Linked DNA regions of Rattus norvegicus: region 2 is linked to region 1. Evidence: chromatin contacts called from public Hi-C data. All regions are on one chromosome and are shown on one strand. Each heading gives the region's core, a stretch centred on a gene start, on an enhancer-like site or on the middle of the called end of the contact. The rest is flanking DNA. Distances are from core to core; before and after follow the strand shown.

Region 1 (5,973 bases), core at 3,351-5,850:
ATCAATATGAGAGCATTCACTTCATAATTAATATGGCCATAAACCTTAGTATAATGAGCAGAACCTGCTGCGTTCCCTGCCCTGGCACTAAGACATCACACAGTGATGCCCTCAGGCTCTACAGGGGCTGCAAAAGGGTGTGGGGCAGGAAATGCCGATCCAACAGTTCCCTGGTTCTGTCGTTGACTTGAGGGAACTGAGAGCACCCAAGAATCCACTCCAAACTGCTCCTCATTGCAGCCGCTAGGACCTGCACGGTGTCAGGTGTTAGGAGTCTATGGTCATTAAAACACAGGTGCGAGGAGGAGCTGTTCCTTCAAACTTCTTCAACCCAAACTCCTGTTTGTTGTTTAAAGTGCTGAGGCCTTCGCTGAGCTTGCTCAGGAGCCTGCTCAGCTGGGAGTCAGGAAAGCTGCCTGGACTCTCGTCCAGGTGAGTTGTCAGTGCTGGGTAAGGCCTTGATGATCACCAGTGTTTCCCTACAGAAGTGAGAGGCAAAGACAGCCTTCCCTCCGAGCTCTTTCACTTGAATATATGTAAAGATAACGGCGGGATAGTGACAGCAACCTAAGAGCGGATTAGAGACACGGAGGGCAACCTGAATGCTGCTTCAGCCTTCTCTGCCTGTAGGGTTCAGTCAACTTCAGATCAAAAAGAATTAATTGAGTCTGTACTGAACATAAATTTTTCCATAATGACAAATAATTCTCTATAATGTTATAATGGCTCTCTGCATACATAATATTAGGTATTACAACTAATCTGGAGACAAAGCATGTGTGGGCAGGTGTGTGTGAGTGATGTGCAGACACTACATAATGTCGTATGAAGGACTACAGTACCTGAGGCTCTGGTACCTGCAGGGTCCTCTAACTTCTTTTTCAGTGATACTGAGGGATGACTAGAATTTCTCAGTTCTACCCAGGCACAGGAATCCGCTATTTAAGACTCTAAAAACTAAGTATCAACTTCATTCAGATGGCTAAACTCTTACAAAGTGAAGTTACTTGAGATAGTATGTGTCTATGTGTGTTCACCCTGTGAGATTGGACAACATTTTACCTTTGCCACTCTGGGTGCGAACTGGCAAAGCTCACGATGACAGACTAGCAGTCTGTATTTCATTTCTGACTCGTGGGCAAGAAGGAGCTGCTTCTACTTCTTTTTCTTCATAGATGAGGCCCCAAGTTCCCAAGCCTCCTTTGCTCTGGCACAATGCCCAGCCAGTCGTGAGGACACATTTCCTGTGTTTACCAACATCCCTCAGCTGCTCTCACAGTAAGAAGTGACCCTGTGACAAATTGGAGCTGCCTGGGTCTACACCTATCCCCGAGAAGGTTATATTACTGTGGCTGAGTGGGCACAGAAAGTGGGACGCTTAGGGAAATATGCAGAACTTTGCTGGTCCTATGCTGGGGAAGTCCCAGGCTCCTGGGATGTCAGCGTGGAGTTCTCAGGGGGATGAAGGTCAGGTAAAGTTTGTTTTATGAGAAAGAGGAAAAGAGAAATATGTGGTGAAAAATCACTTCTGGAGAGCTCCAACATAAAAGAACTGTTTTGTTAGCCTGCCCCCCACCCCACCCCCAAAGTGGTTTCTTTCTGTGTTGTGCTCTTTGGCTGAAGATTGGTGTTTATATAACAGGATGAAGTACAAAATTATAAGCTCCAAACTCCTCCCGAGAAAGGCTGTCCCAAAGCTCGACCCCCAGGACAGATGGAAAGTGTGAGTGTTTCCTGGCTGGGACACTGAGCTGCCATGGGAATGTCAACATCCAGAAGATAGCAGAGAGGAAGGCGCTGTGCAGTCTCTGCCCCTCGACAGAGTTCAGCAAGGGCACTTTCTCCTTGGCTCATCCCCGAGACTGCCCGGCCTCTGAAAGACTGCCTCTGGGTAATCCGGCTCAGGTGCTCCTCGGGGCGGAGGCTGTGCTATCTAGACAGCACAGGGCAGAGTGCTGCAGTAGCGTCTCACCTTGGGCAATCTGATTTAAAGTCAATCTCTTGGAGTCAGTCTGCCCAAATCATCCCCCACCCAGCCCTCCAACTCAAGTTATCAAGAACCTATACCTAAACCAGGCATTCTGCTATGCTGGCTACTTCCACACACAACTCCACTGAATCTTTAACAACTAACGAGGTAGGTGTTATTATGCACATTTTAAAAAGATAGGAAGGGTTGGGGATATAGCTCAGTGGAGAGTGCTTGCCTAGCAATGCACAAGGCTGTAGGCTTAACCTCTGTTAATGAACACACACACAGGTTGGGGGGTAGTAGAAGGCGTGGCTAACTGTAACTTGTCCAAGGCTACAGGCTCACTTGAGAAAACCAAGGTTTGTCATACCCTTAGGTTCTCTCCCTTTCTGCTGCCGTACTCCTTCCCGGCAGGGATTCGGACCCACTTCCTATAAAGCTGGCAGCTTTGGTTACTGAACAGTTTCTGCGGAACATAGACCTCTCTTCTGAATCTTTACACAGATTTCTCATGTTGTTGTTTTATAAAGTGTTCTAAAAAGCATACAGTTTTGTATTTCCCATCTTATGTGTTCTGTCAGGCATGCTAAGTACATTCACATTACTCTACAACAGTTCCTAGAATAGTTTCATTTTGCAAGGCTGAAACTCTGTGTCCACCAAACACTGACTGATACTTCCTTTGCTCTTGCCCAGCCCTTGGCAACCACCTATAGTCTATCTCTATGGCCTGTATGGTGTACAGAGTGCATATGTTTGTCCCTTTGTGACGAGCTCATCTCAGTACACTAGCTAAAGGTTCTGACATGCTGGAGTAATAATGTGTGAGAGGACTGTAGCCTTCATTCTCTTTCCAATTGCCCGGGCCATGAAACACAGTTACCTGCTATGTGCTGCCTGTCATGGCTCTCTAACTGTTTCCCATGTATACAACCCCTTCTCATAGCAGATGTTAACTTCTTGGTGATCAAACACCAAGGATTGCATATCTTTTATTCCCTATCTACCTGCAAACCCTCTACTGAGAACATGGACCACACAGTCTGAACATCAGCAGCTACTGTGTTACTGGATGCTCCACCCCGGCATGTAGCACAATGCCTGACATAGGAAATGGGCAGGAAATACCATGAAGAGATGAACACACCAAGTGCTGCTGTCCAGGGACTGAGAACAAAAAGATGTTAAGTCAGAGGCCTGACACCCCCAGCATTACCTAGGACAAGTAATTTAAACAAACAGAGAAAAATGTTAGCTAAGCTGGAATAAGAATCTTTGAAAAACTTATTCTAAATGTTACATGCAGCAGGATACCAGGCTCTTTGACTGGTTGCTGAAGAGGAGGACAGAGGGGAGGAGTAACAAAGCCTGTTACTGTTATTGCCAGGATCCCCATTCTCAGGTAGAAAGCCAAGTGTGGAGATAAAAGCGCTTACTCGGGAGCTAGGGCACCCCATGCCCACAATAGCTTGTCCTATCACAAGGAGGAATAAACTCAGCTTGTATTCTGTCAACTCTCCTAACTTTAACATCGAGGAACAGACAAATCCCCAGGATATGTGCGTGTGTGCGTGTGTATGAAAAAGCCAGAGATGGATAAAAATAATTCAATGACAAATACTGGAAAAAACACACAAAGGGGCAGAGGCCAGACATTCGTGGGATTCCCTGACAGCTCGACCCACAAGGAAGGGCTGGTCTGGAAAAAACAGGACCTCAGGTTCCTGCCAAGCTGTCTGAGGCCCCGTCCTTCCCAAATCACTCCAAGTAGCAGCCAAGACTTTATAGTAACCCTTTCAGGTCTTGCGGAAGGACTCAACGAGAAAAGCACCCTCAGCCCATCGAGTGCTCCTCACCTAGAACGTCTCCCTGATGACAAGTGGTCCAGCCATGGAAGGTTGGCAGTAGAGAGGAAAGAGACTAGCACACCTGCTCACAGCCTCAAATGATTCCCTCTGTGCCCAGAAAACAGATGATGGGAAACCCAACCTAGCTCACTAGCTGGAGAAAATCCAAAACAGCCAGGTACTAACATCTAGAGAGCAGAGATAAGGCCTGAGGAAAAGGTCATAAACTTGTGGTACCTGCATCCTGGAGTCCTGCTGGGTAATCCCACACTGGCCTTGCTTGAGGCATGCCTCAGGCTTATACACACGTGACTGCATTTGGCCCTAACAAGTCTCTCTTCTGGAGAATGGCCTGCAATTAATCTCACTTATTACCTCTGAAAAGTAACAACAGAAGAGTGGCGGGCCAAGTCCAGCTCCAGAGTGTCTAGGGAACTGCAAGCTGCATGGCCAGGTCTCAGACTGTCTGGGCAAGTTGTGGCTCTTTGCCTTCCTCTCCCACAACAAAGCCTAAGCAGGGACTCCAGACAGACCAAAGGAACCAGGGGATTTGAGGCGCTGGACTGAGCTCACACTGGCCCAATGGGAGACGACAGCCCTGAGGCTACACTTGGAGCCGTTTCCAACATCGAGGGAAGAATAAGGTTGTCTGGTGAAAACTTGTGCGATCCATGAAACGGAGAACAATAGCAACGGGGAAATGAGGAGTAACACTATCTGTGAGTCCTCGTGAGTCACTGGTTATTCATTCCTGTGGCTACCAAGTCTCCAAGTTCTCCGACAAGCTGACAAAAGCACAGCCAGCACTGGGAGTCTGTCTCTACATTTTAGCTTCGCTGGGCAGCCTAGCTCACTGAACTAGCAGACTATCAGCCTGGAATCTGTTGTTGCCATCACAGAAACCAGTGAGAGTACCTTCTATTTACTTAGCCTCCACTTCCAAGGAGATCAAAGGCAACACAAAAGCTCTCAAAACAGACCAGCTTACATGCAAGCATGCTACCCTATAAAAAGACGAAGCAACTAGCTAAGGGTCTCTTGGTGTCAAAAGCAGTATAAAACTCACATCTTTAAGCTACGACTCCCATCTTCCTTAAGCTTAGTTCCTTCTCACTACAAAGGAGGAACAAAAGACTAAGTCAATATCCAAAAATACCCTCTTCACAGGGACTTACCATGTGAAAATGAAAATCAGGATTCAGGACTGAGCAGAATGCCTCTGGCTGGGACCACAGCACAGCCCAAACTAAGACCTCAGAATTCACTCAGCACTGCTCCTGGGTGGCTGCTCCCAGGGCTCCACAGGAACTGGAACCTTCAGGTTGAGGCCCTAGCTGTCCTAGCAACCAGAGGTTACTTGGGAGCCACGGAAGACTTCCCGAGGCTCCTTAGACTGCACTGGAGTCTGGCAGCAGGCTTTATGCTTAAATAGAAGCAGATAGAGCTGTAGACCAGTAAACCAAGATGGAAAGCACAGGGAACTACACAGGGCTGCACTCTGGCTGCAGAGGCACTGAGGCAAACACAATACACCAAGTCACTGCAGGCCTGAGTCTGGCTGGGAGAAGGTCAAAGGAAATTAGGTCTCGGCTCGGACTTTGACATATCCTATCATTTTTTTCCTCTTATTTTCAACAGGTGCTACCAAGAGAAATGTCTTCAGCTATCCAGAACTTTTATTAAAACCACCCCCACCAAATATGTGAAGTGCTACAAACTCCCCCTCAAATGTGTACTCCGACATTTGTTTACAGTAAGAGAGTGCCTGTTGTCATTCACATAGACTAGCAGAGGCTGCAGCACAAATGTGTTCCACAGGACTGCTGGCTCTGCCCTGGTGTGAAAACAGAATACTGCAAACACTTGCAAGGTGAACAAAGCTGTTACGTATAAACAGCTTCCTTTCTATGACTTCTATTTCAGGAATGTGGTTACTCTGTAGATTGTAGATCAGACAACAGACTTTTCCTATGGGGAGGACTTTGTGGAGAGCGCCCAGCCTTAAAGTGCTGCAGCCTTGTTTGTCTGCAACTCTTTTGAGTTGGTTCTTCTGATCCCAACCACAATGACCATGGGAATAAGAGACACCATTCCTGGGCATGATGTAATGTGCTTATGTCACTTCCGGGACATGGTTTCTGTTTCCCAAATTAG
Region 2 (5,821 bases), core at 3,212-5,711, 110 kb before region 1:
GTGGGCACCGAGACCTGGTGGGGGAACTGTGACAGTAAGAAAACACTGAATGTGGGTCTTTAATCAAGTTCTGTTATTTGCTGGCTAAACGCCGGTCATAGGCTGGGAGGAAACAACAGGAAGGTCAACGAACTGCTGCAAATGCTTTCCATGAATCGCCCCATTTCATCTGCACAGCAACACTAGCATGGAAGTCGAGGCTAGGTGTATTCTGGTCCATCAACAGATCTGTCACCTAGTTACTCTCCCCATCCCCAACCCCCTACACATAATAAAATGGAGTATTGATTTCCAATCCTGGAGGGGGAGCAGAGATTAGAGAGCATGAGGAAAGGACATCTCCAGCCAGCTCTCTTCTCAGTCTCTTTCAGAACTTCCGGGACTAGACTGCCCTAGAGAAAACTCCAGGGCGGGAGCGGGCGTGGTCGGAGCGGGGTCAGACCCTCCGTTAAGGTGGAATTCGCACTCGGGCAATTGGGCCAGGGTCTGTCCCGACTCTGGGCTTCTCAGAGAGCCGGGCCACTTGTCCCACCCGCCAAACCGGACCCCAGCCCCCAGCATCGCTCCTCACGGAGGTGGCCGAGCTGCGACGTTTCTCCTCTCCCAGATCCAGTAAATCGTCCATCACCGCGGCCGCTGATGTCACTTCCTGGAAACAGCCGTCTCCGCCGCGTCCCTAACAACGACCCCGCCCTTCCATCCCAGTCCTTAAAGAGTCCGCCTCACAATTCCTAGGTCCTGTGTGTCACCTTCCAATTGAAACCAGATCTTTCCTACACTAACTTTGCTGGACTTCGGAGAAAACAAAACAAATCGCCAACTAGCAAGATCCTCTCTAAGGTTGCTGCAGAGAGGTTAGCCCTGGGGACTGCCTAGATTCGTAACTCTGATTAAACACGGTTGTGAGTGGAAGCACTGCTCTCAGTGATTATTCTGAGCCCTCACATTCACAATTGACAGAGGCCTTCAGAGTTACTGTTCAAGGATAGACGTGCGGTGTTATTTCCATTTGATGGATGAGCACCAATGTAATAAATAGTTTACACATTTACAATGACTTGCAAAAAATCAGTGTGTGTGATTTCTGCCTTCAAGAGGTTTATTGAAAGCAGTCATACATGGTGATGCACGCCTGTAATTCCAGAACTTGGGTGTTAGAGGCAAGAAAAATTAGTTCGATGTGACAGGGGCCATAATCCCAGCTTGTTACTTAGGAGGATGAAGCCAATGGACTACTTATGACTAGGAATGGGACTCCAGTCTTGGCAACACAGTGAGACTCCATTTCAATAGAAATAGAAAAGAGGGTATAATATTGGGGTTCTAACTTAATCTGAACAACCCCACAAAGTGGGTAGCAATGACTCATCTTACCAGCAAGACAGACAGACAGAGGAAAATGACTCCAGTCCCAAGTGCCGGGACAGCCTTTGTAACACCACATGTTACTGCAGTGACTTCCAGCACGTAGTGGTTCCCAGCCATCCTCCTAGGCCTGCAGGAGATAGCCCACAGACAGCCTAGGGGGTAGTCATGTTGAGTCTTCATTGATTCATTCTACATAAAATCCCTAAGTCAACATCTCCGGCCAGTTCTTGGCACTGCTCACTAGGACTCACAGAAAATGGAATGTGGATCTCCACAGTTCAAGAAGCACTGGGAGGGCTGCACCTAAAGCTTAATGACAAGCATTGCTGAAGTACCCAGCAAGTGACATTCAACTCAAGGTTTCAGTGCCCCTTTTACTGAGCAAGGCCAAGCATTTTCATGCCCAATGACGCCGGCCTGCGAGTTGGAAGAATTGATTTCTCAGCCCAGCCTTGCTTGACCTCAGTTTCCTTCTGAGATCCTTACTGGCTTCTCGGTGAGAATATTTTGTTAGATTTTAATCAGACAGAACAATCAGTGCCAAAAATCTAAGCCAGCTTCAATATAGGCACCAACTATTCCCTTGTTCCTTCTTCCTTGGCACCAACTGTGCAAGAAGGGATTAATGTTTGAATTTTTCAACTTCTTGTAAACTCCCGCCCACTTCTACCCGGACTCTGAGAAAACAAAGGGTGAATGGTACCACCCTGGGCATGGAGAAACCTCAGCAAGCAGGGGCTGGCAAATCTTACTTGAATTGCTTGAGAAGTGAGTTTAAAAACATAGCTGCTGTCAAGACACTGGAGTGGGAGAAATGGTGTATAGAGAATTCCTTCAATAGCTCTCCCTCCCATGTTGTAAAGAGTTAGCCCAAGAGACCCAGTCTCTAGGCTCACCCATTTTAAATTTCAACACAACCTCCTGCCCCCTACCCCCCCAAGGGCCACTCTCCTCCCCCTCCCCTGCTTCATCCCGCCCCATGAATTTACATATGCCCTTAGTGTTTTTGACTCTCTTCCCATTCTGAAATGCAAATTCCATAAAAGTTTGTTCAGTGTCTTATCCTCGGCACCTAGAACAGTGCAGGGCATGTAACAAATGCCAAGGCTATCCCTCAGGGCCAGCAATTAAGAGCACACATGGCTCTTGCAGAAGACAGGGGCTGGATTTCAGGTACCTATGCTGGGTGACTCACAATCTTCTGCAACTCCAGCTCCAGAGGAATGGCTGCTGCCCTTCTCTGATTTCCAAGGTTACCAGCACACAAGTTCACATACCCACATATGGGCACACACACACACACACACACACACACACACACACACACGACAGACAGACAGACAGACAGACAGACAGACAGACAGACAGACAGACAGACAGACAGACAGCTCAGAGCTGTGTGACCAAGAAATCTCTTTTAAGGTTTCTCCACACCTAGGTTTCCTCAAGGTAGCCCAAGTTAAAATAATGCCCTTCCAGATTAGACAGCCTGTGGTTGACATCTCCATTACCCACATGCAGTGTGGCCTTGAAAACACAACTATTCTCAGTTTCTTCAATTGTAAAATAACACATTAACATCTCTCCATTTGGGACGTTGGAGCCAGGAGGCCTCTCAGAAAGGGTCCAGGAGACTTGGAAGAACGTGGGCAGCCCGGCCTGGGTCTGGCCTAACTGATGCTGCTCAAGAGAGAAAAAGACCTAAAAAACCCTCCTGGGAAACGGGTTGGGGCCAAGTGCTCAGCCGCACTGGATGGGGAGCGGCTGGCGCGTGGGGTCGGGACGTGATCGCAGGATCTGGTGTTGCTTGCCTCCAAGCTTCTGTCACTGGCGGCCCTGCCTCGCCAGAGGGCACCCTCGGCCTTCCGGAAAGTGCCATCATTTACCCCAGCAGCAGCTGCCGGGCTCGGGATGGTCAGTGAGGAACCGCTGCCAGGATCGCGGCCGAGCCCGGTTCCACCCTGGGGCCTGGAGAGAGTGGCCGGACCGCCCGGCCCTTCTCCCCTAGCGAACCTAGCCTGTGTCCCCTGTCCGACCGGGGGCGATCCGGGACGCGGGGGAGGCGAGAGCGCGAGGCGGGGAGCGTGGACTGACAGCTGGCCCCGGCGCAGAGGGGCCGGGGTAGCAGGAGGGAGGGGGCTCGGGAGTAACTTTCCAGAAAAACAGCCAACGTGTAGCAGGAATGACTCCAAGAGGAGGGGAAAAAAAAGTTCAGTTACCACGTCGAACCAGAGGACTCACAAAGTATTTTTCAAATGGGCTCGGCTTTTCCTGTGCCTGTTTAAAACATTAAAACCGTGCAGCGAGAGAGGCTGTGTGCGCTGGTCCCTCCCTCCCTCCCCCACCCCAGGCCGATACGTCATGGGAGGGAGGTATAAAATTTCAGCAGAGAGAAATAGAGAAAGCAGTGTGTGTGCATGTGTGTGTGTGAGAGAGAGAGAGGGAGAGGGAGGAGAGGGAGAAGGGGAGAGAGAAAGGGAGGGAAGAAGAGGGCCGAGTGTAGGGGGCTGAGCCACAGAGAGGCGAGACGCGCACGGGAAGGGCCTTGCGGAGGAAGAAATAACGCTTTCCGGAGTCAGCTGCGGTGAATCGGCTTCTATTTTCTTTTTCTTTTGATTTTTTTTTTAATTCCTAAAGAGAAGCAAGGGACAGAAGCCATGGCCGAGAGAGAAGATAAGCTGAGATGCTGGTGACCCTGGGTCCAAGTGGATTATCGGAGCTGTCTCCAAGAGGCCTGCCCTCCCAGTTTGCCAGTTGTATATAATCCCTCATCCCAGCCAATGAAGAGGAGAGGCAGCGCGAACAGAGTCATTTAGAAAGCCCCCGAGGAAGTGTAAACAAAAGGGAAAGCATGAATGGAGTGCTCCCGAGACAAGTGTGTCCCGCACTGCCCCCACCTTTAGCTGGGCCTGCCGTTGCCCAGCGCTGCCTCTCCCCACATACCCACTGGTGATTTTTTTTAAACATTTTTTTCCTTCTCTTTTCCATTCGCTTTTCTAATTCTCCCTTCAGGGCAAGGCAAAGAGCTTGATTTTTGGGACCCAGCCATGGCTCTTCTGCACTTTCTTTAAAATACTCACTTTCTCCTCATCGCCAAGCGGCGTTTGGCAATATCAGATATCCGCTCTATTTATTTTTACCTAAGGAAAAACTCCAGCTCTCTTCCCACTCCCAGCTGCCTTGCCACCCCTCCCAACCCTCGGCTTGCCCTCCACCTGGCCTGCTGGGAGTCAGAGCCCGGCAGAACCTGTTTAGATATATGGACAAGAATCCCAGCGCTACACAGCACACAGTCCGCTACTTCGTCCCGGGGTTGCCAGCGCTTCCTGGGAGTCCTGAAGCTCACACAGCGCAGTGAGTTCATGCACCCTCTTGCCAAGCCTCAGTCTTTGGGATCTGGGGAGGACGCCTGGTTTTCCTCCCCCTTTCTACTGGGGTCTCCTCCTTGCCAGGCCTCCCCAGTCCCCTGGCCTCGTTCCTGGGTTCACACATGAAGATGCACTTACAAAGGGCTCTGGTGGTCCTGGCCCTGCTGAACTTGGCCACAGTCAGCCTCTCTCTGTCCACTTGCACCACCTTGGACTTCGGCCACATCAAGAAGAAGAGGGTGGAAGCCATTAGGGGACAGATCTTGAGCAAGCTCAGGCTCACCAGCCCCCCTGAGCCGTCGGTGATGACCCACGTCCCCTATCAGGTCCTGGCACTTTACAACAGCACCCGGGAGTTGCTGGAAGAGATGCACGGGGAGAGGGAAGAAGGCTGCACTCAGGAAACCTCGGAGTCAGAGTACTATGCCAAAGAGATCCATAAATTCGACATGATCCAGGGGCTGGCGGAGCACAGTAAGTCCCAATGCTTGCTGGGTGTCTGCTCTGGAGGGGATGAACTGGAAAAGGGAGTTCCACAGAGGGGGGGCCTGGTGGCCCTTATACAGCAGAGCGCACCCCCGGGGGTTCAATACAGAGGTCAGGCCCTGCAGCTGCAGCTGGGTAGGTGGGTGGGAAAGGCGCAGAGACATTCTGGTAAGAGCCAAGGGCTTCAAGAGGCCAGGAGCCCTGAAGCCAAGTGGCGTTCGGAACTCCTAGGACACCCTTGGTGGGTAGTAACTGGGAACTGTATAGTGCCACCTAAGGAAACATGTTCTTACATATCTGTGTGTGAGAACACATAGAGGTTCACTGTGAGCACGTGGGTTCTGTAGAGGGGTGGGCTGGCTGGCCCCCAAATCCTCCTGGTCATCTGAGTCTGGACATCTCCATATTCTCCCTGCTTTTCCTGGCTCCTTATACCACATCTCTGGGTCAGCTTCCCGGCTTTCAGGAAACACAGTGTACCTGCCTCAAATTTGAGTTTGTTAAGCTGCTTTTGGAAGCCCAACCGAGGCTTTTCAGTCTAACACACACACACACACACACACACACACACACACACACACACACACACACACACACAC

What was found. A called contact is a pair of places that touch in the nucleus more often than the background predicts.
Region 2: a contact with region 1 is called in a Hi-C map of the A7r5 cell line, with 3 times the contacts expected there. The contact joins the promoter of Tgfb3 here to the enhancer-like site in region 1. A contact is called at or near these places in 10 of 12 Hi-C or Micro-C datasets (the A7r5 cell line, the Rat2 cell line, Schwann cells and 6 more) and 1 of 1 datasets of contacts at active chromatin or transcription factors (oligodendrocytes).

Annotation. Positions count from the first base shown.
Region 1 is chr6:111,341,793-111,347,765 of GRCr8, reverse strand. All of the region lies in intron 29 of Ttll5 (tubulin tyrosine ligase like 5), which reads right to left. Among named protein-coding and RNA genes, the nearest start is that of Tgfb3, 110 kb to the left of the region's middle. Within about 2 kb of position 4,600, at least 17 of the 93 cell types and tissues checked have an H3K27ac peak or open chromatin away from gene starts, as enhancers often do. A contact at or near this core is called in the A7r5 cell line, where this site is marked.
Region 2 is chr6:111,455,586-111,461,406 of GRCr8, reverse strand. Tgfb3 (transforming growth factor, beta 3) reads left to right here and starts at 4,461. Exons shown (of 7, transcript NM_013174.2): 1 at 4,461-5,210. The coding sequence starts at 4,859. It overlaps Ift43 (intraflagellar transport 43), which reads right to left and starts at 656. Exons shown (of 9, transcript NM_001399448.1): 1 at 572-656. The coding sequence starts at 625.